Linked DNA regions of Mus musculus: all the other regions are linked to region 5. A link is a contact called in public promoter capture Hi-C data. All regions are on one chromosome and are shown on one strand. Each heading gives the region's core, a stretch centred on a gene start, on an enhancer-like site or on the middle of the called end of the contact. The rest is flanking DNA. Distances are from core to core; before and after follow the strand shown.

What was found. Promoter capture Hi-C pulls out the DNA fragments that hold promoters and counts their contacts. Capture Hi-C pulls out chosen DNA fragments and counts their contacts.
Region 1: a contact with region 5 is called in a promoter capture Hi-C map of pre-B cells, with 6 times the contacts expected there. The contact joins the promoter of Nt5dc2 here to the promoter of Timm23 in region 5. A contact is called at or near these places in 6 of 39 promoter capture datasets (the C10 cell line, embryonic stem cells, hematopoietic stem and progenitor cells and 3 more), 2 of 484 Hi-C or Micro-C datasets (B cells and CD4 T cells), 4 of 115 datasets of contacts at active chromatin or transcription factors (astrocytes, embryonic stem cells and pancreatic cancer cells) and 1 of 9 other capture datasets (liver).
Region 2: a contact with region 5 is called in a promoter capture Hi-C map of pre-B cells, with 7 times the contacts expected there. The contact joins the promoter of Tkt here to the promoter of Timm23 in region 5. A contact is called at or near these places in 4 of 39 promoter capture datasets (erythroid cells, liver and pre-B cells) and 1 of 115 datasets of contacts at active chromatin or transcription factors (kidney).
Region 3: a promoter capture Hi-C map of liver shows a contact between it and region 5, with 3 times the contacts expected there. The contact joins the promoter of Stimate here to the promoter of Timm23 in region 5. A contact is called at or near these places in 4 of 39 promoter capture datasets (hematopoietic stem and progenitor cells, hippocampal neurons, liver and 1 more).
Region 4: a promoter capture Hi-C map of adipose tissue shows a contact between it and region 5, with 5 times the contacts expected there. The contact joins the promoter of Gnl3 here to the promoter of Timm23 in region 5. A contact is called at or near these places in 16 of 39 promoter capture datasets (the 3T3-L1 cell line, the C10 cell line, the HPC-7 cell line and 11 more), 4 of 484 Hi-C or Micro-C datasets (CD4 T cells, CD8 T cells, natural killer cells and 1 more), 9 of 115 datasets of contacts at active chromatin or transcription factors (astrocytes, embryonic stem cells, extraembryonic endoderm stem cells and 3 more) and 3 of 9 other capture datasets (adipose tissue, embryonic stem cells and liver).
Region 6: a promoter capture Hi-C map of hippocampal neurons shows a contact between it and region 5, with 3 times the contacts expected there. The contact joins the promoter of Itih4 here to the promoter of Timm23 in region 5. A contact is called at or near these places in 2 of 39 promoter capture datasets (hippocampal neurons and pre-B cells).
Region 7: a contact with region 5 is called in a promoter capture Hi-C map of liver, with 3 times the contacts expected there. The contact joins the promoter of Dcp1a here to the promoter of Timm23 in region 5. A contact is called at or near these places in 4 of 39 promoter capture datasets (cranial neural crest, liver and pre-B cells) and 2 of 9 other capture datasets (adipose tissue and liver).

What each region holds. Positions count from the first base shown.
Region 1 is chr14:31,129,357-31,132,600 of GRCm38.p6, forward strand. It overlaps Nt5dc2 (5'-nucleotidase domain containing 2), which reads left to right and starts at 1,733. Exons shown (of 14, transcript NM_001374087.1): 1 at 1,733-2,020. The coding sequence starts at 1,801.
Region 2 is chr14:30,547,253-30,550,382 of GRCm38.p6, forward strand. Tkt (transketolase) reads left to right here and starts at 1,879. Exons shown (of 14, transcript NM_009388.6): 1 at 1,879-2,128. The coding sequence starts at 2,022.
Region 3 is chr14:30,823,706-30,827,054 of GRCm38.p6, forward strand. Stimate (STIM activating enhancer) reads left to right here and starts at 1,889. Exons shown (of 8, transcript NM_028839.4): 1 at 1,889-2,185. The coding sequence starts at 2,026.
Region 4 is chr14:31,017,680-31,020,691 of GRCm38.p6, forward strand. It overlaps Gnl3 (guanine nucleotide binding protein-like 3 (nucleolar)), which reads right to left and starts at 1,452. Exons shown (of 15, transcript NM_153547.6): 1 at 1,250-1,452; 2 at 129-187. The coding sequence starts at 1,262. It overlaps Pbrm1 (polybromo 1), which reads left to right and starts at 1,459. Exons shown (of 33, transcript NM_001081251.1): 1 at 1,459-1,614. RefSeq lists an enhancer at 2,162-2,190.
Region 5 is chr14:32,199,942-32,203,288 of GRCm38.p6, forward strand. Timm23 (translocase of inner mitochondrial membrane 23) reads right to left here and starts at 1,950. Exons shown (of 7, transcript NM_016897.3): 1 at 1,702-1,950. The coding sequence starts at 1,807. It overlaps Parg (poly (ADP-ribose) glycohydrolase), which reads left to right and starts at 2,030. Exons shown (of 18, transcript NM_011960.3): 1 at 2,030-2,524. The coding sequence starts at 2,305.
Region 6 is chr14:30,885,036-30,888,237 of GRCm38.p6, forward strand. Itih4 (inter alpha-trypsin inhibitor, heavy chain 4) reads left to right here and starts at 1,441. Exons shown (of 23, transcript NM_018746.4): 1 at 1,441-1,583; 2 at 2,770-2,930. The coding sequence starts at 1,494.
Region 7 is chr14:30,478,217-30,481,573 of GRCm38.p6, forward strand. It overlaps Dcp1a (decapping mRNA 1A), which reads left to right and starts at 1,349. Exons shown (of 10, transcript NM_133761.3): 1 at 1,349-1,600. The coding sequence starts at 1,406. It also overlaps a transcript of Cacna1d not described here.

The sequences.
Region 1 (3,244 bases), core at 483-2,982, 1.1 Mb before region 5:
TTCGAAAGCTGAATTTTATCGTCGCAGCAAAAAGTACAACTGTCTATAACAAACATGCTAAAATAATATAAACCTATGATAAGTGGGAAATTACCGTTATTCTGGTAACTTGTAGTGTTTTTAAGCATCACAACCAATAGTTACAGAAGAGGATCAAGGTAAAGAGTGACTTCGCTGTCAAACCACAACCCTATCGGCACCCTTGTAAGATGAGCCTTTCTATGATGCTGTGAGAATTGACAATCTAAAAGAATTAAATGGCCTGGCAGTGGTGGCATATGTCTTTAATCCCAGCACTTGGAAGGCAGAGGCAGGCGTATCTCTTGAGTTCGAGGCCAGCCTGGTCTACAGAGTGAGTTCCAGGACAGCCAGGGCTACACAGAGAAACCCTGTATCAAAAAAAAAAAAAAAAAAAACAGAATTAAATGACAGATTGCAGCGAGGAGGCCTGGTGGGCCCATGCCAAGGTATGCCCCTGAGAAATTATGCTGTGCAACAAATCTGGTATGAAAGGAGTTTATTGGGGAAGGAATAGAGGCAGTGAGGGAACCATGAAGGCAGAGAAAGAGGGGGGGGGGTCATAAACAGCTGACTAAGCGCAGCCTGCCTGGAGGTACCTACTGGAGAAGCCACACACAGTGAACGCCTGGCACTTGGTGCCATTTCTCTTGGATCTGAGGACTGAAACTTGTAAAGTGTCATCCACTTGGAAGGAATCCACATGTGGCCAGGTCTTCACAGCCCACCTAGGTCAATGGACCTACAAGGGTCCACCCATAAGCCCACCCTTCGGCATCCATGACTACCCAGACCAGAATCTGATACACCCGATCCTCAGCATAGGTACAGGCAAACTACAAACGTACACATTACACACAACCTTAAACCCAACAGCCACGTGTGTTCAGTTGGGCAACTCACCACCAACAATGGACATTGGGCCCAGCCTTTCCTAGTGTACACCTGCAAGCTAAGAAAACAGAAGTGGATGGAATGAAAAGAATTTCATTGAGACAGCGCTTGAAAAAAACCATGGCAATTCAACTGGGGGCCTGCACCGTCTGGCCCATCCTTTTACAGCCGCCAAAACCTGGTGGCTGCAGTGATCCTGGCCCACAGCCAGAAGCGTATGCCCAGTAGATAGGCTCCTCATTTAAGTCGATCACCTGGGTTGGGTACCAGGCAATACAAAGAAAATGCTGCCTCAGCAGGCGTCAGCTGCCCATCAGGCCAAGTGGTCTTAGCCAGCTTGGGACTGGTACTGAAAGCAAGTAGAGCTCTTGTTGTCTTAGCGACCTCAGCTCCAGTGGAACGTGCAGTCAGTCAGAAACTGGGGCAGGGGCACGAGGCCCCGGGGCAGGAGAACTGGTCTGGAAAGAATAGGACAGAAGAGCAGGGGAGGGGCAAAAAGACCCTTGGGCAAAGGAAGAGCAGTACACTCGAGCGCTCTTGCTCCTCGGCCGTCCAGGATCTCGCGGAGACCCGGGGCTCTGCGACTTCCCGCTCAAGGGAGGAAAGGTACCGCCATCGCCACCGAGACGACCAAAGGGGGGCGCAGAGCCCCTGAGCCGAGCAGGGGACAAGGAGGCGGGGGTCGGAGCCCGCTCCGCCCCGTCCCGGAGACCTCCCGCCCCCTGGGCCGAGTGGTGCGTCCATTGGCCGGATGGGCTCCGCGCGCCTCCCCCATTGGCCGGCCGCCTTGAGAAGCACGCGGCCACGGTGGCGGGCGGGCAGTCGGAGAGCGGCGGGCAGGCGGGCCAGCGGACGGGCGGAGGGCGGCCGGGGCAGCGCGCAGGGGGCATGGCGGGTGCCGGACTGCGGGCGACAGCTAGGCGCTTGCTGCTGTGCAGAGGCCACAGCGGACCGCGGGCCGCCTCGTCCTCACCCTCCTGCCCTGGCTGCGGCCCGCCGGGTCCCGGAGCCCACTGCCCCAGCACCCCGCGCTCGGCGCCCGCAGACGGCGCGGACCTCAGCGCGCACTTATGGGCTCGTTACCAGGACATGCGGAGGCTGGTGCACGGTGGGTGACGCCGGGTGGGCAGTGAGCCGTAGGTCGTCAGACGAACGGTGCCCAACAGACGGCCAGGGCACCGACCGGGGTGAAGGACGCTTGGTGGGGCTCGCCGGGGTCCCAAAACCTGAGGGCTAAATGGCGTTTTAGAAAAGGCTCCATCGGGTTGTTAGGAGGTGTCTCTGCAGGACACCGCTACTCCTGGGGCGAGTGGGGCTTTTTGTCTTCTGGCGGCAGAAGCTTGGAATGCCTGGAGCGGCCGCTGCGCACGCGGCCCCCATGGTCTTGCTCCTGAGTCCAATCTGCGGGCAGTAGCGGTAGAACCCCTCCCAGTCCCTCGTTCTCCTCTGGCCCTTAGTTGCAGTGTGTGGACAAAGACTGACTGAGCCGTGTTCACAGATGGCACGACGTAAGGTGACACCAGACGGACACTGCAGGCACCTCTTGGCTTGTCTCTGGCGGTCTACTGCACTCTAAACACTCGGAGGAACAGAAAAGTTACTGTAGCCCCCCCCCCCCCCCTGCAATCCCTCGGGAGTTGCTATATCTCAGATAGAACTGCACAAGGCACTTAACCCTCTCCTAATCATTCCCTTGGAATGGGCTGATGAGGCTGGAGATCTGAGCGCCGAACATCTGTCCATTGGTCTGGTGGGGCCCTGCCTCTTCAGCCGATAGATGTGGTCTGGGCTGTGACCCCTATCACTGCCCAGCAGGGTGGCCCTCGGCTTCACACCCTCTGAAGACCCTCAGTGTTCTGTCCCAGAATTTCGTTGATGACTCAGAAAGAACAAGGCCAAGCAGGAGCCTGGGGACCTTCTGCAGGAAGCCCCAGAGGTGAGGTGGCTTGCATTGTCTGATAAGACAGAGGAGCCCTGACAGGGAGGTTCCAGCTGTGACTGGACTAGGGTTTCCACTCCAGCTGTGAGGAGAGCTGGACGCTGGCCAGAGTTCACCTCTTGACGTGCTGCAGTCAGATTACTTGAGACCTCTCAAGAATGGTTGCTCTTAAGGATTGGGAATATTGCAGGGTGACCAGGATTATTTAAGAAGTCAACGTTCTGCCCCTAGTGTAGACCCTCTGAGTGGCCTGAGAAACCTACTTAGGATGTTTGGGGGAGGGGGACACTACTGAGAATATCCTTCAGGACTCTTCCTCATCTTCAGGCCCTTACATGCTCTGTGAGTTCTTGTGTGCAGGGTCACTTCCACTGCCATGCCAGGGTGAGCTAG
Region 2 (3,130 bases), core at 629-3,128, 1.7 Mb before region 5:
TTACTGTTATCACATGCATATATATATATGTATATGTGTGTGTGTGTGTGTGTGCATGTATATGCACACACACACATATATATATATATATGTATATATATATATATATATATATATATATATATATATATATATATATATATATATATGTATATATATATATATATATATATATATATATTACTAACTATAACCCACTCAGTCTGTAGAAAGTTACTGGTGTGTATGTTTTCAAGGTTGACCATTTGGTATTGGGTAACCACTTGGTATGCTCTTTCTGGGAGAAGACTACTTCTCCCACTCTCAGGATTCCTTAGTTGCCTGTAGATCTTTGTGTAGAGTTGAAAGAGAGCAAGGATGGATGTATGGAAGGGATTGGAGGGAGGAAAAGGAGGAGAGAAATGTTGTAACTATTTTATAATTTTAAAAAGGACATTCAGATATATAGAAATGAACATTCAGAAATAAAAACATATACCTCTCTAGCTTATGTTTCCATTCCCAAATAGATTATAATTTTCCACTGTGAAGAAGAGGTGGAGGAGGAGGGGGGAGGAGAAGGGAGAAGAAGAGAACAAGGAAGAGGAAGGAGGAGGAGGAGAAGAAGAAGAAGGGGAGGAGGAGGGGGGAGGAGGAGGGAGAAGAAGAGAACAAGGAAGAGGAAGGAGGAGGAGGAGGAGAAGAAGAAGAAGGGAAGGAGGGGGAGGAGGAGGAGGAGGAAGAGGAAGTTAACATCAGTGTCATTGGACAGGTGGAGAAATGAAGAACTGGACTAATAATCACTGCCCTCAGGTCCATGGGGTTGGAAGGCCCAAAGGCTTCTGAGGTTTGTTTGCCTCCTTGACCTGTTGGTGAGCAGAGGACAGAGGTGGCACTTGCCTTGCCAAGGATCTGATAGTGGAACACTCCGAGACCACAACACTCCAGTCCCAGGTCCAGCCCTTGGCAGTCAGGCACTAGGAGGGCCAGCCTCTTTGGGCAGAGCCAGCAGAAGCCAGGGGCTGTAACAAACCACACTGGCAGTCTCACTGGGACACCTGGGAAACAGGCCAGGCAGGGAGCGCTTGGGGGAGGGGTGCTCACTTGCACAGGGCCCATTGTCTCATGACTCTGAGTTTGAGCTCTGTGGAGGACACAGAGAGGACCTGGACCAAAGCTGTACTGGTGCCTTCCTCTGCCTCTGCCCAGCACCCACTCACAGGCTTGCCTTTATATCCTCTCTGTAAATTGCAACAACCTCCGCCTCTGGAAACGGTATTGACCCGAGTGTGTGTCATGGATCCAATGAGACAGATCCAACGAGACTGTGAAGGCAACGCTTTCTGTTACAGCTGCTCAGTCCTCTCAGCTCCACCAGATCTGGTAAGAGCAGTAGGTGCTAACTGTCTCTACAGAGGCAAACCCAGTAATCTCTCTGAATCCACTCTTGTCCGTTGGCTCTAGTAGTCTGAGACCAGCATACTCCTAGTAACTTCTCAGTATTACCGTTTCTGGCAGTGTATATTTATTCTCATGTCTGGGATCTTTTTGGACTGAGGATAATCTGCTGCAGCGCTACCCACCAACCCTGTAATCTCAATCTAACCTTGCCAAGCCTCAACCTTTTCCTTAGAAAAGTGCAATTACTGATTAGTATCTCTCTTCTCAGTCCTACCCAAGTCAGCCGCGGAACTCTGAGCCATGCTTAGAACCAGGAATAGTGGCGAAGTTACTTTGTTGCTACTGTTTGTGTGTGATTAATTCCAACAGGGCACTGTGCTGGGAGAGAGCCCCCAGGCCTGGCGACTTCCGAGAGTCCACTAAATGCGGGGCGTGGCCAGAGGCCACTCGTCGGCCTGGGGTGATTCGGCGCCCCGCCCCACCTCCGCCCCGCCCCCCATGGGCGGGTCCTAAGGAGTCTTAACGCGCCCGCCCGCAGCACCCGTCCTCGGTCACTGCTGGTCGCTTCCTGAGCCGCTGCTGGCTCTGTGTCTCTGTCCTCAGCGTTCTCGTCCTCGTCCTCGTCCTCGTCCTACCACGCCATGGAAGGTTACCATAAGCCAGATCAGCAGAAGCTCCAGGCCCTGAAGGACACAGCCAATCGCCTGCGCATCAGCTCCATCCAGGCCACCACCGCGGCAGGCTCAGGGTGAGCGCGCGCTTCTGGCGGGGCTGGGAGCCGGGTCCCGCGGCCTCCCTGGCTCCGTGTCGCGTAGCACGATGTCGCCACGAGGGCGCGGTCAGATGGCGGAGCCTTCCGCTGCTCCGGAGCGGCCGGGTTCGACCGCGTGGGCCTCAGGTCTCGCGAGCACCTCCAGCCGGCCCGGGCTTCCCGGTTCTCGCTGCGCCCGGGCGCGCCTCCTCGCTCTGCGGCTGCAACCCGGAGGCCACCATGACTGCTGGCGGGAGAAACCTGAGCACGTGTGGGCTCCAGCTCTCCACCAGCATGTTGGTTCCACTGGTTTGCAGATGGGGAAACTGAGATTCCGGCTTTATATCAGTTGTCCAAAGTCACAGTGAGAGCTGGAATTTCAGCCCTTGCAATGTAGGCAGAGAATGTGTGTAGAGCCCACCATTTTGCAGTAGACTGGGGGCCCACCCTTCTCTGCATCTCTAACCACGCTCCCCTCCTCGACACTTCTTGCCTCTCCTGCTATGTGTGGGCTGGGGTCCCGGTGCTGCTGAAGACTCCAGGGTGGGGGCAGGGAGGTGACGATGCAACACCAAGAGAGGCTTAGACCCGAGCAAGGAGGTTGGAGTGCGAGTCTGGGGAGAAGGGAGCTTGTAGAAAGAAGGGGCGAGGCCCACGCGAAATAGGAAGTTCTGGGCTAACGGTGTTTGCACACTGGGTGGTTTCAAGAAATTCTAAGGTCTCCATTGGGCCTGGTATGAGACCTTGAGACAGAGAGATCTGGGCTTCTTGGAATGGTTTGGGGTTCTGGGGAGGGAGATTTTAGGAACCCAGACAAACTGTGAGCTTAGAACAAAGACCAGGATTCTGGATTTTGGCCAGTTCCATACAGAACATATTATTAAAGGAGTGCATTTCTCTTGCCTTTTACCGTGGGTTCCTCCTTACTTAGCCCTTGTGCTTTTAAGACGGGATGTCCTCAGAAGGTTTGAACTGGGAACCCTTTGCCACCCAACTTCC
Region 3 (3,349 bases), core at 639-3,138, 1.4 Mb before region 5:
TTCATGAACTCTGTGTCTTCAACTAGTAATCTCCCTGTGCCCAGCCACGGCCTCTCTTGCTTTAACACACAGATCCTCTGGCTCTCCCTGAACATGAGCTGTAACTGCTGAGTGCTTAGTGTGTAAGGTCCTTCTCGGACTTAAAGGGAATGATGGGACTTTACATTTCCCTTATACGTTCATTTAGTTTCACAATCTTTTTCAATAAAAAAAACTTTAAATAAATTTACATTTCAATAAATTAAATATACATAAGTTAAAATTCAGGTAAATTTACATTTGCTGTGTGCCAAATCTGTGCCAAGAGTGAATCAACACTAGCTCTGCCTTTAGAAAGCTCATACCAGGGGAGAGACCTAGCTGTCTGAACCAACATACATACAGCTGAAAGTGCTGGTGGAGCAGAGCACACAGAAGGTGAAGGTGCAGTGGAGATGGGCAGACAGGTGGCTTGCCGCCTAGGCAGCAGCTCATGGCACAGGGCTAGAGAGTAGTATCCATACCGGTGTGCGAGGAGACGGTAAGAGAAAGGCTGCAGAATTGCATTTCCTATGGATTGCAGAGTCTATATCCCTGTTAAATAAAACAAACAAACTTTGGAAAGCATTTAGTCCTCTTTGATAATTAGAACTTCTTGAGGAAATGTCTTTAAAGTTAGTATTTATTGTTCCAAAAAGATACCTTGATGTAGGTTAGACCTGTACCATGCACATGCCCATTGACATGCAGCAGACAAGTCAGAGCTCTAGGGCACCAGCAAGAGGTGTCTAGAGAGACAGCAGAGATGTCTAGGGGTCTGGGTAGTAAGACAAACTTAAATTGGAGTCTGTGCACACCGGTGGTTTGGAGGTAAAAAAAAAAAAAAAAAGAAAGAAAAGAAACCAGACTGGGTGTGGTGGCATATGCCTTTAGAGAAAGTCGGGCAGATTCTGGGCTACATAATGAGTTCCAGATGCTGTCTCAAAACAAAATCCGTTCTATTTGTAGTTGTATCTCAGAAGTGAACAGAGCAAGGACTTGTGCATGTTGACTTTGCACTTAAACTCACCCTTTTTATAAAGCGAAAAGTGGCTGGATTGAAGTAACCATTTAAAGTGGGGGTGGGGGACAAGTGTAGTGGCACTTAACTGCAGTCCTAGCTACCTCGGAGGCTGAGGTGGAAAGATCATTTTTTTTGTCCAAAGGTTCAGATTAGCCTGGACAATTCAACAAGACCAATCTCAAGCAAAGTAGCAAAACCAGACAGACTGGTGTCACAGACCTACCTATAATTCACTTAGAGTGCGTGAGTGTGAAGATCAGGAGTTCAAGGCCATCATTGTTTCTAGGTCCTTGTTTTAAGTTTGAGGACAGGCAGGGTTAAGAAAGTGCCTGTTTCAAAACAAAACCCCCACAAATTATGTTTGGGAACAGGGATTCACCCTGGAGCTTTGAATAGTGAGTTGAATCCTCTGGCTTTTGACCATGAAAGTAGAACACTCAATCCCTGGCGTGGGAAGAAGACCTCAGACGGCTGAGACTATTGTACTCAATACCGTGCCTTAGCATAATGTTGCCTCAGGTTCTGGACTCCACTTCCGAAGTAGTGAACCGAATCTGAGGGCAGAATGTAGGAGTATTCTTAGGAAATTGTCCAGGGCATTTATAGATTTGCCTTGGAGGGGAAAGGGATTTAGCAACAGACTCCATCACTGTCCCTGACACTGCTCTCATGACCTAGAACACAGGGCTCTGGGGATTCCTTTTACACAGTCTGGCTCACCTGCTCTACCTACCTGCAGAGATTCTCCTCCAGCCCCGCCCCTAGCCCTGGCTAGAGCCCCGCCCCGGAGGGAATCGAAGCCCGCCTCACGCCTGGCTCAACCAATCAAGCTCTACGATCTCGGACGTCGGGTTACGCGCGGCGCGGAGGCGGCCGCGGGCTGAGATACCGGCACCCAGCTCCAGGTCCGGGGTCGCGGCTGGGCAGCGCGACCCGGGCTGCAGCGAGGCCGGCGGCCCCTCGCGCCCTCCCGTCAGGCCGCCATGCAAGGCCCGGGAGGGAACGTGAGCCGCGGATTGCCGAGCGGGCCGGCCTCCACGGTCGCGTCCGGGGCGGGCCGCTGTGAGAGCGGCGCGCTCATGCACAGTTTCGGCATCTTCCTGCAGGGGCTGCTCGGCGTCGTGGCCTTCAGCACATTGATGCGTGAGTCCGGGACCCCAGCCCCTCCCCGTCCCCACGTCGACCGCCGCAGTCCCAGCCCCACCCCGGGGACCCTCCTGCCCTTAGAGTTCCGGCCTGGGCACCGGGCCCTTGGGCTGCGGTGCCTCCCTCTCCCGCGAGACGGTGCTGGTTATTCGAGACTAGAAGGGAGTCCGGGACCCTGGGCTGAGAGCTTTTGGCCAGGAGTGACCCTGCCCCTCACCACCTCCACCTTAGACCTGTCTCTTGTCTGATGTCAGCCTAAATCTGGTCCCCTCCCACTTTGCCGTCGCAAATTAAGGTTACCTCACTTTTCGGTATGGACCGAGATTACCCCCCCCCCCCCATAGCTTCTTCTCAGGGGCTCCTCGTAGCCTTCCTCCCCTTGGCTCTTAGACCCCCACACCCTTAAGTGTCTGCTAGCCTAATGCTGGGCTCCTCTCTGAACCTTCACTCCCAGTGTTTGCCCTCTCTGTTGGGTGTGGGGAGACTCACCCACACCCACCTGTAGTGTTAGGGCAGTGCAGTCGGTGCTCCCACATTGCTGCGCGACCCCCAGCCCTACTCCCTCTATTGTTCAGGGAAGATCCTCTCTGACTGCCGCGGTACCCACATCCCAGCCTCCCTTTTCACCTGTTCAGCTCTGTCCTGAGCTTTCCCAATTAAGTTGTATCTGAAGTTTCCGCTTGCTGTTCTTCCAAACCACGTTTGTTATTTACATTTTTAAATTTCCTCTTTTTTCGTGAAACTCTGACAACCCTCCTGGTTGACTTGATGGAGGAGGCTAGAGGCTCCGGGAAAGTCTCAGAGGCACTTCTTGGGGAGTTTTATAGTAAAGAAGGAAGTCACAGATGGCCCTTGTTGCCCAATGGGGGTTGGAGGAAGGGTCATATTTGCCCTTGGGTTGGGAGGTTGTGCTGTTTCTCTGATGGGCACATACACACACACAGACACTAAAGGATGGAGTTCTCTTGGCACGTAGACCTGAGAGTGTCCCTGTGATGTGTTAGAGAGGAGTTATAACTAAGCTATTATATAGAGGCATTAATTCCAAAACTGACATGTTTTCACAACTGTGCTCTGTGGGCAGAATGGGGAGTTCCAGCAGGATGTAGTCTTCACTGGGGGTGGGGGTGTCCTGCTGCAGCTCTGAATGCAGATGCAGTA
Region 4 (3,012 bases), core at 202-2,701, 1.2 Mb before region 5:
TTCGTTTACCCTGTACTTTCCCACAGCTGCAGTCTGTCCAATCCTATACCATGACAAGAGCCTTCCCCACAGAGATGAAGAAAGCCATGTTAGCACCCCACTTGCTATGGGCCTCACAGAACACTTACCTTTTTTTGAATTTTATATCGCTTATGGCAGGTCATACGTTTACTCGCTTTCTTTAACTCTGCCAAAACAAAGAAAGAGAAAGACTGCACACATGAGCAGTGAGTGTTTTAAATTTCTCACATCACCTATATGGATGTTTTGCCCTCTCTTGTCAGCAGACCAACCACGTGCATGTAGTGTTCTTGCAAAGGAAGCCACAAGAGGGCTTCATCACTTGTCCTTCTACAGACAGCATGGAGCTGCCACGTGGGCTGGGACAACCCTGGGTCTTCACTCCATACCCAAAATGTTTCATTTACTTATTTTGTGTGTAGGTCTGAAAGCAATTTCCAGGAGTCAGTTCTACCTATCATATGAGTTTGAACTCTTGACAGTAAGGCTTAGTGGCAAGTGTTTATAGCCATATTCCTGGCCCTCAAGAGATTGTTTTATCAGGCCATGGGGGCCTACAACAATAAGGCTATCCCGGGCAACATAGATCTTGCCTCAACCGTCCCTGCAAAGTTATGCAGGGTATTTAATGGAAATCACACCACAACGCCAGTCAATTCGACTCGGTGGACCCACAATGGAAGCAGCTTCTAGAGGAAAGCACTACAAATATCAAGGTTTCTTTCTTTATTTTTATTTTTTCGAGACAGGGTTTCTCTGTGTAGCCCTGGCTGTCCTGGTAGACCAGGCTGGCCTCGATCTCAGAAATTCGCCTGCCTCTGCCTCCCAAGTGCTGGGATTAAAGGCGTGCGCCAACACGGCCAGGCTCTTTTTTTAATTTTTAAGCCATGGTTTCAGTATACAGCCCAGGCTGGCTGCAAACTTTCTATCTTACTGCGTCATCCTTCGTGTACATGATTAGGGCGCGTGCCACCAAGGCCGAAAGACCATGGTTCTGAATAGTTCTAGGAAAACGGCAGGCTCGAAAAGAGGCTCAAACACGTTAATCACAGAAATCTGGCTCGGTTTTCCTCTCAAGGGCTTAGCTCTCCTGCTATACAACAGGCCAAATTTGGGTCTGGGCCTTCTAAGCATCAGATCTACGCGGAACTCATCAATGGCCTATGGAGAGTCCTCTCCCTCCAGCCACAAAGCACCACCCGCGCGTTTCGCTCCCGACCCCACTCACTAGGCCTCTTCATCCTGGCCGCGGACGCTTCAGGAGCAGAGGAGGTCTCGGGATCACCACGACTTCTCGGGCGCCACGTGCGAACTGGAACTGCGGTTCAACGTCACGCGCTCCAGGACCTGCCGGAAAGTGTGTCGGGGCCGGGCCGAGTGCGCGCGCACACACATACACTGTCGCGCCGAGCCGGGCTCGCCTGGCGGCCACAGGTTGGATTTACGGCAGCACTGGGAGGGGTGAGGGCGGTGAGGGCGGCGGGTGCCGGAGAGACGGCCGCGGCCAGAGGAGCGCTAGCAGCCGTGGCGGCCACGGGGCGGGGCTCGGCGGTCGGGGACCGCAGCCGGGGCTGCAGGCGGCGGAGCGGCGGGGTAAGGCCGGGCCCGGGGCGGGCGGGGCCGCCCCTCCTCGGCCGGCTGCCGGGCCTTTGTGTCGGCCCGGGCGGGCGGGCGGGCGGGCGGGAGTCGCGGCGGAGGCCCCGCCCCGTGGTGCGGACGCGCTGGTCGGGCAGGGCGCGGGGCGGGGCGCGGCACGGCACGGCGGCGGGGCCTCGGGACAGGGCCCAGCAGCCCGGCCGCACCTGCCGCCGGGACAAAGGCAGAGCAGGGCCCGGAAACTCCCTTCGCTGCTCTTTCCCGCCCGTCGCGGGCCGCCTTCAAAGCTGTCAACGTTTCCTTTAGCCCCAGAACCAGTGACAGGTCGGGCGAACTCTTCTTTTCCTCCGCCTCTCAAGGCCTCTTTTTTTTTTTTTTTTTTTTTTTTTTTTTTTTTTTTTTTTTGGTTTCTTGTGCGTTCGGCAAAAAACTCCCTATTGAGTTTTTGTTTTTGTTTTTTTCTTTCCCAATGATCGCCCAAACGGAATATTTTTTTGTTTTTGTCAGAGAGACTTACTTATTTACAGGCTAGGTACTTAAGCTTCTCATTTGTACCGTCACGACGAGTTGAGTTTTTGTAAACTGTATTTTCTGGTTTTAAAAGTATTTTCCGTTTCAAAATTTTGTTTTCTGAAGAAGTGAGTCTTATTTTAAGAAAATTTGATATCAAAGGGGGGACAAAAATATAAAATTCCTGGAAAACAAATGACAAATACACAATAGACCGGATGTAGGAATTCGAGGACTAACTATAGAAGCGTATGGTGGAATATGCTATCTTAATCCAAACTTTTCAAAACTTACTGTAGGAGCCAGGCACAGTAGAAAACACCTGTTCTAGCTCTTGAGTTGGGAGTATCGCAAGTTCCAGTGTACTTGGGTTACATAGTGAGACCTGCCATTAAAACAAAAAAGTGGTTATACGTTTCTTTCTTAACCCATTTGGTAGTAGGCTTTTCCCCCCAAAGTAATTCAGAAGCATATTGGATTCCAGATGTTGAGGAACATAGCTTTTGCTTTAGTAGTTTTTAAGATCCAAAATGAAAGATTGGAAAGTATCCTCGTTTATCTTTGAAGTGGCCTTACTTTGCTGCTAGATTTACCTCAGACTTCTGGATCACCCGCCTCAGTCTCCTGAATGCTGGGTTTACAGGCGTGTGCCACTGCTGGAGGGTGGGGGAAGTGAGGATAGTAACTGCTGAAGACATGTTTGGGATTAAAACAGTAACACCTGTATGTGCAGATGCACCTTAGAGTGTGAAACGTAGCTCAAGTACTAGTGCATTCCCCAAATCCCCATGCTATAGACCCGTCTAGTAGACTGTTAGGAAGACATCAGACATCATGAAAGAGAGTGCTGACTTGGTTACCTCTTCATTTTTATATCACTCCATT
Region 5 (3,347 bases), core at 700-3,199:
TTTGGGGTCCTTTTGTATCTTGGTTGATTGCTCACAAATGTATGCACTAAGCATGATTCTATTGATCAATTCTTTTTTTTTTTTTTTTTTTTTTTTTTGGTTTTTCGAGACAGGGTTTCTCTGTGTAGCCCTGGCTGTCCTTGAACTTAGAAATCCGCCTGCCTCTGCCTCCCAAGTGCTGGGATTAAAGGCGTGCGCCACCACGCCCAGCCTATTGATCAATTTTAAGTCCTGTTATTTCAGACTTCCAATTGTTACACAAGCATCCCATCTCATACCAACCATTTCTTACTTTCTCTTATCCCTTCAACACACTTTCTCTGTAGAAATTATGAAATCAGCCCTAATGGCTTTCATCTACAATTAGATCAAATCTAATCCCCCCTTCCTTGCTTATAAAAGCTTGTATTTGTTGCTGTTTCCTGCCTCTCAACTCTTTTTTTTTTTTGGTTTTTCGAGACAGGGTTTCTCTGTGTAGCCCTGGCTGTTCTGGAGCTCACTTTGTAGGCCAGGCTGGCCTCGAACTCAGAAATCCGCCTGCCTCTGCCTCTCGAGTGCTGGGATTAAAGGCGTGTGCCACCACGCCCGGCTTGCCTCTCAACTCTTACAATCAATCTTGTATCAGTTCATTCCCTTGCAACTCTAAAGACAAACTGACCCAATAGCTTCTCAAGAAACACAGCAGGTTTGTTCTGTCTCTCAAGCACTTGTTGCTAAATTCAGGTCACAGCTCTAACTTCAACTCCCAAGCTGTTTTCTCTAACCTGTTCTCCAACAACCTTCACGGCCCATCACCACCACCACCATCTCAGGGTCCTATTTCAATTGCCATGTCATCTATCACTAACTTCTGTGTCCTCACGTTACTCTCCTCAGTAGTATGTGTACTCTCTCACCTTAAGTAGTGCCCTTCATGTTATGCAACTGAGATATCCTAAGATACACATAAATTGTGTCCTGGACTCAAGTTTTGACAGCAGACATTAGGGTTATCAAACGGCTTTCTGAATGTTTTTAAGTGTAAAGGTTTTACTTAGAGGATTAGCAAGAAGAAACACTTTAGTAAAGTGTTATTAAACATTAACTCCCAAGCTCTACTTATCCAGTCGAATATCCATAATTACAAAACATTAAAAGCCTGAAAGACATACTTAGGTGATTGAGAAGGGCCAACAGGCTGGGAATTCATGCCTCTGCATCTTTGAATTTGCTTATATCGCTTTCAGAATTTGGCTCTTTTTTCTTGTTTAAAAATCTCTTAAAAGTTTCGTTTGCTTCCCCAGCTCCTTCTGATTTCCTGAATTGTCTCTCACACGCACAAAGAACGAAAAATGTTTTCGCCTAACTGGTTTAGAAATATTTAAAAGCCGTGTGAAAAAAAATTAATAGCGCGCTTGTTATTTGGAATGTTTATTTCTAGAACTAGGGTCTCCTAACAGGGCCAAGCATACAGAAAAGCGTGTGACGAGAAAAGACGGGACGGGGCACTAAAGAGGAGGACATTTTGTGTTTCCTCTCGAAACTAGGTCACTAAAAGAGCTTCCCGGGGATTTACGATCCCCCAAATTCGTTCAGCCTTGAAACCCAATCACCGGCGGTGAATCTCGTAAAGGCGAGCAGGAAAAGGGACAGGAACGTTACACATTTCTAGCTGTCCCAGGAAGGAGTCAGAAAGGGGAGCAGGCGAGGCCCGATACTCACGCGGGACGCCGGCCAAATCAGCGTTCGAGTAACCCGCTCCTCCGGCTCCGAAGAAGCCAGCTAACCCGCTGGTGGATTTGTTGCTACTTCCTCCGCCACCTTCCATGAGGTCGCAGCAAACGGCGGTGGGCTCGCCACCACCACCTCAGGCCGGGGACGTATGCTCGGCCGTGGCCGCGACAAGCAACAGCGGGAAGACCCGCGTTGCTCCTGCCACCTTCACCACGCTGACCTTCCGGGCGCCGGCTCCCGTGAAGTATCGCACTTCCGCTTTACGGCTGTGTGCGGCCCGGAAGTGGGAAGCGCGAGACGGCTGCTTTCCGGTGGTGGGAAAGTGAGCCTGGAGCCGGAGCCCGATCTCGAGCCGAGTGGAAGCGGCGCGTCCCGGGGCTGGTGGGCTCCCTGCTGCCGAGCGGAGGCAAGCGGCTGCGCAGCGAGGGTCTCGCTCGAAGGCCCGAGGAGTGGCAGCCTCCAGGCGGGCCGCTGCGGAGAGGGAATGGTGCGCGGCGCGCCGAGAAGGAGGCGCAGTCCGTCCCTGTCCGGGTTAGTGAATGAGGCTCTCCGCCCGGGCCGGCCCGGGGACTGTGTGCTGCGGGTCCCAGCATGAGTGCGGGCCCCGGCTGGGAGCCCTGCACGAAGCGGCCCCGCTGGGGCGCCGCTGGAACTTCTGCGCCGACTGCCTCGGACTCCCGGAGCTTCCCTGGCAGGCAGAGGCGTGTTCTCGACCCCAAGGACGCTCCCGTCCAGTTCAGGGTCCCTCCGTCCTCGCCAGCCTGCGTCTCGGGGCGGGCGGGACCGCACAGAGGCAACGCCACCTCGTTTGGTACGTGGGAAAAAAAAAATCTTTGTCCTTGTTTCAGTGTGAGGACCAGGAGACTCCAGTCACTCCTAACTGATCTTGTTTCCACCACTCTGATGACCCCGATGTTCAATCACTAGATGCCACTCCAATGAGAGGCGCTACAGTTTTACTAGTGGCATGTGTGTTGTGGAAAACTTTGTTGGACAGGTAGTTACCGGACCTCCCCGGGATACTTTCCTCAGCTTGGATAGAGAATTTGCCCTGTTAAGGAAGTCTAGTTGTGTATGTGAAGCAGAAGGGCGCTTCAGTCTCCAAAAATCGTAAAGAAAGTTGTTGCAGTAGACTCAGTGAGAGCTGACTTCCAGAGTGCAGAGCTGTTAGCCTTAGCTTGCTGGATTGTATTTGTCCCTGGCACACGATGTTGAACACGAGGAACTTGGTCTCTTCTTTCGTACCTTGAAATCTGTGAGGAGAGAGAAACAATAGCACAAGTCAAATACCTGTAACAGAGAGTAATGGATGTTGTTGTTCATGAAGGAGCCATTGTTTTGGTAGGAATTAAGTATACTTAAGTTAGTTATGGTAGTCCAGAAGGTTTGGTACTTACTGTGAGTACTGGAGAAGAAAGTAAAGAGGTACTTCAGATATGCAGTGGGTGCGCAGAATCAACGGTGGAATGGTGAGAGATGGGCTGCAGAGAATTAGGACAGTGATCCTACTCTGCTGAGTAAGTGTGGACAGTACTAAGGATCTTGAATTTTACATTTTCAGGGCAGTGAGAGGCTATTAAAGAGTGTTCAGTTGTGTGAAGGGGCGGGGTAAGGCAAGGACTTGGTTAGTCTTG
Region 6 (3,202 bases), core at 191-2,690, 1.3 Mb before region 5:
AGGAATCTCTAATGGCCAAGAAGCACTTAAAGAAATGTTTAGCCAGGCAGTGGTGACCCATGCCTTTAATCCCAGCACTTGGGAGGCAGAGGCAGGCAGATTTCTGAGTTCAAGGCCAGCCTGGTCTACAGAGTGAGTTCCAGGACAGCCAGGGCTACACAGAGAAACCCTGTCTTGAAAAAAGAGAAAGAAAGAAAGAAAGAAAGAAAGAAAGAAAGAAAGAAAGAAAGAAAGAAAGAAAGAAAGAAAGGAAGGAAGGAAGGAAGGAAGGAAGGAAGGAAGGAAGGGAAGGAAGGAGAGAGAGAGAGAGAGAGAGAGAGAGAGAGAGAGAGAGAGAGAGAGAGAGAGAGAAATTTTCAACATCCTTAGTCATCAGGGAAATGCAAATCAAAACAACTCTGAAATTCCAGCTCCTTCAGAATGGCTAAGATCAAGAAGAAGATAAGCCTGCAGCTTGGTGTGCTAAGACCGGTTGATATCCACGGGAGGCCTCCTGTTTTCTGAGGAGAAAGGGGAGGAGGGGTGGATGGGTGTGGGTTGGGGATGAGCTGAGAGGGAGGGACTGGAAGGAAAGGAGGGAGGGGAAGCTGCAACCGAGATGGAAAGTAAATAAAAATCAACAAAAAATAAAATAAAATAAATCAGTGCTTCTACTTTCTCAAGGACATATTGAGAAAAGGTATTAGCAGCACCTAAGGGCCGCTCTCAAGGGCCTGCTATGACAAAGTCAGCCCACACTCTACCTGTACACAGCTTTCAGGAATTCTATCCCTGTGCCTCACCTTCCTGCATAGACTGTCCAACATCACACCTCTAGGCTCAGGGTATGCATCTTTACAACTCTAACGTATTGTCAAATTGCAGACCTGTTCGAGAGTCTGCTTGGCTTGAACCTACAGCCTGGTTATACTAATAGGACCCATGGAGCAGCCTGGTACCAGAGAGTGAACAGGGGTTTCTGGACCCAGCATCTTTTGCTCCAAAAAGTGCCCAATCTTGCTAATGTCCTCAGATGCGTCTGTGGTCCTCTCGGTGTCTCAGGGATCCCACGGGCATGCCTACCTACCAGGTTAATATGGCCCTGTCTCTTCCAGGAAGCCACCTAGGGTATTTTTTCCAGCCCTGGTCTTTCTACGGAAGCTTATGTTTCCTCCTGGGCTCATTGAGAGCTTACTAGCCTCACTGCTGGGTGCCTCTGGCCCTACACATCATGATGGATGTCTACATCAGGTTGTGACTCTGGAATTCTGAACCTAGCTAGCAGAAGGCCTGCTAATGCCCAGCTGCCTCTCCCCAGGGTATGTCCTTCTATCAGCAAAGTTTACTGGACATAGGTCACTTGTGTCCTTATCTGAGGCCTCTGGGATTTTTTGGCTTGGAAACCTGCATTTCCGAGAACTTGCACCAGCAGGGGCTGGCCAACCAGCAAGTTGCCAGTTTATAACCCACCTGCTCCAGGGCTCAGAAGCAGTCTGGCGGGCAACTGAAGGCAGATGAAGAGCCCTGCCCCTGCCCACATGTGGAACCTTGTGCTGTTCTTGCCTTCACTGTTGGCTGTGCTTCCGACCACTACTGCCGAGAAGGTAGCAGTACCCATAGGTGCCTCTGTGTCTACCTGTGTGAGTGTGGTGCAAGCTGGGTAATGAGCAGACACATCTGGAAAGTTAGGGGTGCCTCTTCAGTATGCATGTAATTAAGTAGGCAGGTGTGCAGGTCAGTGTGTGTGCAGGGCATGTTGCTAATCGCTGGGTAACCAGGCAGTACCCAGAGATCCTTAAGGCTCCTTCATTTAATAGATGGGATAGTCCTATTCTTGCCACTTTATAGATGAAAGAGGAGAGCCAGTTGCCCCTTGAGGCTGACAGCAGAGCCAAGAAAGTCGGGATGTGGCTGTATAAGCCCAGCGCTTCTGCTCTAGATGAGTGACCTCTGGGAATGACTTACATGGTCTACCTATCAGTTTCCTCATCTGAAAGACTGTGATAATAAAACATAGTCTGAGTGCTGTGCTGGTTGATAATCAAGCTTATGATACCTGGGAAGTGTTTAGTGCCACACATGCATGGTACAGAGCTGATGCTTGCTAAACTCTGTCCTAAACTGGGGCAGGTAACCATGAGTATCTGAACAGTTTGTGTGTGTGCAGCATGGCACATGGAGCAGGTAGAGGAACGGGGCTGTGTGTGTGCACATGCCTTTTCTTAAGGACATGCCAGCCTTGGGGTAAACCGTGTATGTGTCGAGCAGTACCCAGTGGAGGGGTCAGGGCAGAGAGTCCATTGCAGGGAACATTGACGAAGAAGAGCATCGCTCCTTAGAAACCTGATTGTCAACAGATTCCCAGGACTATCTGATAGGAGAGTGGCAGGAGTGTTCTCCCACTTTCACTGAGGCCAGAGTTTCCAAAAATCAAAGACCCCTCATACTAGGCAGATCTCAACCTGCACACAGGGCCCCGACTCTGAGCCCCTCGCCTCTGCCGAGATGAGAAGTGTGCTTTGTCCAGGCTTGCGTTGTTAGCCTGGGCGCTTTGTTTCCCATGAGGTCTCTGTAGGTCTGCTCTATGGGGCTGTCTTGTGGGGAACGAGGTCCACAGCTGCCTTCAGCTTCACTGAGATGTGTGATGACTTCTGTCTGAGGCCTAAACAGTATCCGGGCCAGATGAAGGGTGGAGGTTGGTCTGGGACCAGCTTCGAAGCCTACTCTTGAAAAATTGGGTTGGGGGGTGGCAGGTAAACAACTCAGCCCTCCTCCCTGTCCCTTGTCCAGAATGGCATCGATATCTACAGCCTCACGGTGGACTCCCGGGTCTCTTCCCGATTTGCCCATACTGTTGTCACCAGCCGGGTGGTCAACAGAGCCGATGCTGTTCAAGAAGCGACCTTCCAAGTAGAGCTACCCAGGAAAGCCTTCATCACCAACTTTTCCATGTAGGTGTCTCCGTACCTCTTCTACAACCCAGTCCTGCAAGTCCATCTCCCCTGGGCCTGAGACATGGAGTTCCACAAGTTGGGCACTCAGGACCTCTGTTCCATGAGTCAGCCTCAAAGGGAACAAGATGTTATCAAGCCCAGAGATGCCTCGGTCCCGCCTGTCATCCTGCCTCCTCACTAAGTACTGCTAGGTGACAGACCAAGAACCACACTGTCTTGGAGTCTTTGCCTTCCAGAAGTCCAAGCCTAGGCCAATGCTAGCTTTGACA
Region 7 (3,357 bases), core at 99-2,598, 1.7 Mb before region 5:
TTTGGTAGTCGGCCTCAGGAGAAAGAAGTGGCTAAATTAGGGACTAGACCTTGGTGGCTAGTGTTAGGAATAAAATCTAACAGTTTTTAGCAAGGCAGAGGGAAAAGGGGAGAAGAGCAAGGTCTGCCAGAACCTTGCCTGCCATGCTGGAACTGGTAGTGAGGTTCCTTCACTACCTTTCCTGGCTCAGATGGCAATAAGGACGCCACCCTCTGGAATTCAAAGAGAGACATCTATCATGGGGCTGTTTGCTTGCGTTTAGTTTCTCCTAGAGCCAAAAGAGTTGGAAGCTCGGAGCTGGCAACCACTCAATAAGATCAGTGAGTGTGTACAGAAGTGAAGGGTGAATAACCGATAGGCGGCTGTTCCAGCTTTTGTAGTTGCTTCACACGCGGTTCTGTCAAGAATGTAAAGTTTGCCCTTCCATTAGTATGTAAAACCACAAGCAACACAAATATGTGGGGGTACTTTGAGAAAATGTAAAGTTTATCCTTTCAAAAATGTTCATTTGTGCTGAGATGTCTTCAATAAAGAGAAACGATGGTTTTTAAAGCAACTCAATGAAAACAGCCTGAGCACTTTGCTTTACCTCTTAGTACTTCCTGATCCCTTAAAATGCCCAATAAATGTTTTCTTTTTAAAAGAGATCTACTTACTATTTTAAATAATAGACGTCTCTATAGAACAATAGAAATATTTATCTGGGACCCAGATGAGGAAAAAGACGAGCAAAAGAGGGTAGGCCAAGTCTATTGTAGTTCCAGGCAGGCTAGTTTGGCTGCTTTGAAACATTTCTTTCAAAAGTTACCAAACTGTTAAGAGTGAAGGTGCACTCTGAGGTCAGAAGTGACGGACAGCTCCCCTTCCTCATTTGGACTGAGTTTTCTTTTTTCTTTTTTTAAAGATTTATTTATTTTATGTATATGAGTACACTGTAGCTGTACAGATGGTTGTGAGCCACCATGTGGTTGCTGGGATTTGAACTCAGGACCTTTCGGAAGAGCAGTCAGTGCTCTTAAACGCTGAGCCATCTCTCCAGCCAGGTCTGAGTTTTCTAAATGGTACGTGGAGACCTCATGTCCTCAGCAGCAAGCATTTCGATTCTGCGCCGGAACCCGAGTTAGGGACTGCGCTGGGGTGCAGCCTCCCCGGCAGGAGTCAGGTTCATTCAGGGAACCGGTTCACACCCCGCCAGGTGAGAGAGGTCTCCGGACTATCAGCTCACGGCTCCACCGCGCAGGCGCGGGGGCCTGTCTCTTCCGGCAGACGCGGCCCGAAGAAAATCGGAACCAGGGCTCCTGGCGCACAGGAGCAGCGGATGAGATTAGCTGAAGTACCACGCTCGGCAAGGCTGGGCCGGTAGGCGGAAGTGGAGGGCTGACTGAGCTGGGGGAACTTTGCCTGGATGGCACTTTCCTGTTCCACAGTCCGCCCCCGCCGGAGGGGCTCGGCTCTGAGATCCAAGATGGAGTTGTTGAGTCGAGCTGAGCAAGAGATGAGTCTGGCGGCCTTGAAACAACACGACCCCTATATCACCAGCATCGCAGACCTCACGGGCCAGGTCGCCCTGTACACTTTCTGCCCCAAAGCCAACCAGTGGGTGAGTGAGGCCCGGCCGGGGACAAGGCCAGCCTGGCCGCTGCCGCCTCTTAAAGGGACCGCGCAGACAGCTGAGGATTGGGGGTGGGGGAGAGAAGCAGGAGCCCAGGACCGCAAAGGCGAGGCCGGGACCTCTCCCAAAACCGGGTCCGGAGCCAAAGAGGTGACCGGGGCACGCGGAATTGAAAGAATGTAGCGGAAGGAGTAGACCAGAGACAGAGCAGGGAAATCGGATGGAGGAGAGAAACGAGGCAGGATCAGTCTTTTTGGGTCGGTTCTCGGGGCTTGAGGTTGCATTGGTAAAATATGAGACAAGTTAATTTTAACAAGTGAGTGAAAGCCTGTGTTTGAAGACTTTGAGGACTCTTAGATACATGTACTTGATGGAAGAGTCCGCTCCTCTTTCCCTGCCGACCTAAATGTGATGGTTTGGATTTGAAGCTTTAAAAATCAGCTTCAGGAGTTAGACCAGCTTTAGTCGAACTACTCTGTATCTCTGGAATTTGAGGAAAATTTTCAAGGCTACTTCAGTAAGAACTGGATTCCTTGGAGACGTTTGCAAGAAAAAGAGACCAGTGCTAGGACCTTTGATGGCTCCCTTCTTTTGGGATTGTGTGAGTGGCATAGAGTTGCAGAAGTTACTTTGTCTACTCGCAGATTCTAGTTAACCTCAACTCGAAGCACCTGTGTACACGGCCCCTTTTCTTGTGCTCCGTTTTTCCTCATTCACTCATTGGGCTATACAGAGGTTCGGTTTTAGAACATTAAAGCTCAACACCTGCGCTGAAAACCCGAGTTAACGCTGTTGCAGCAAAAGAAAGAATACTAATGTTCGATTTTCTTGTTTATTTCTTGTAGTACAGGAACTCAAACCCAAGACCCCCTGATAGCAGGCAGGCACTGTTCCTCTACCACTGGGCTATATACCCACCCCGAGTTACAATTTCTTAGTCACATTTTCAGTTGTTTATTTTAAAACCCTACCAAATTTGCCTAAGGCAGAGAATGGTTTCTATCCATGATTCTTAACAAAGTTCTGAAAATAATAAATTGTGTTTGGTAACCGCAAAATGTGTAACTTGTGAAAATATTCCTAAATCCTCCAGAAATGAAACAAAGGATCTTATAAGAAAATTTCCCAAGGGTAGGGATTTAGCTCAATGGTGCACAGCTGTGCATCATGAGCCCCAGGCTCTGAGTTCAACCCTGGTATCAGGGTTGAAGAAAGTTCTATTCTTTTTCTATAAACTTCCATAGACTGCTTAAGTTTGTTTTGTTTTTTTATTTTGGTTTGGTTTTTCTTTTTTTAAGTTGCAGTACACAATACCTTGACTGTAAATATTAAGATACCTAATTGAAAGGTTTTTGTGTTTACAAAGATAAAACTGGGGCTGGAGAAGTGGCTCAGTAGTAGCTACGAGCATTTGCTGCTCTTCCTGAGGACCTGGCTCAGTTTTCCAGCATCCCCATGCTGGTTTATATCCATCTGTAACTCTAGTCCAAAGAGATCCAATGCCCTCTGCTGTCCTCTGTAAGCTCCACACACACATATGTTACAAAGACATATGTATGCTGACAAAACATTCCTGCACCTTTTTTAATTGAAAAAAAAAACTTAATACATAAAAATAATAAGTAAAGCTAAGTGTGTGTGTGTGTGTGTGTGTGTGTGTGTATGTATGTATGTGTGTGTTTTCCTTTAGCTGTTCCTTACTGGTGGAAATAGACATAGGCTACAGATGAAGACATATTGTTGGA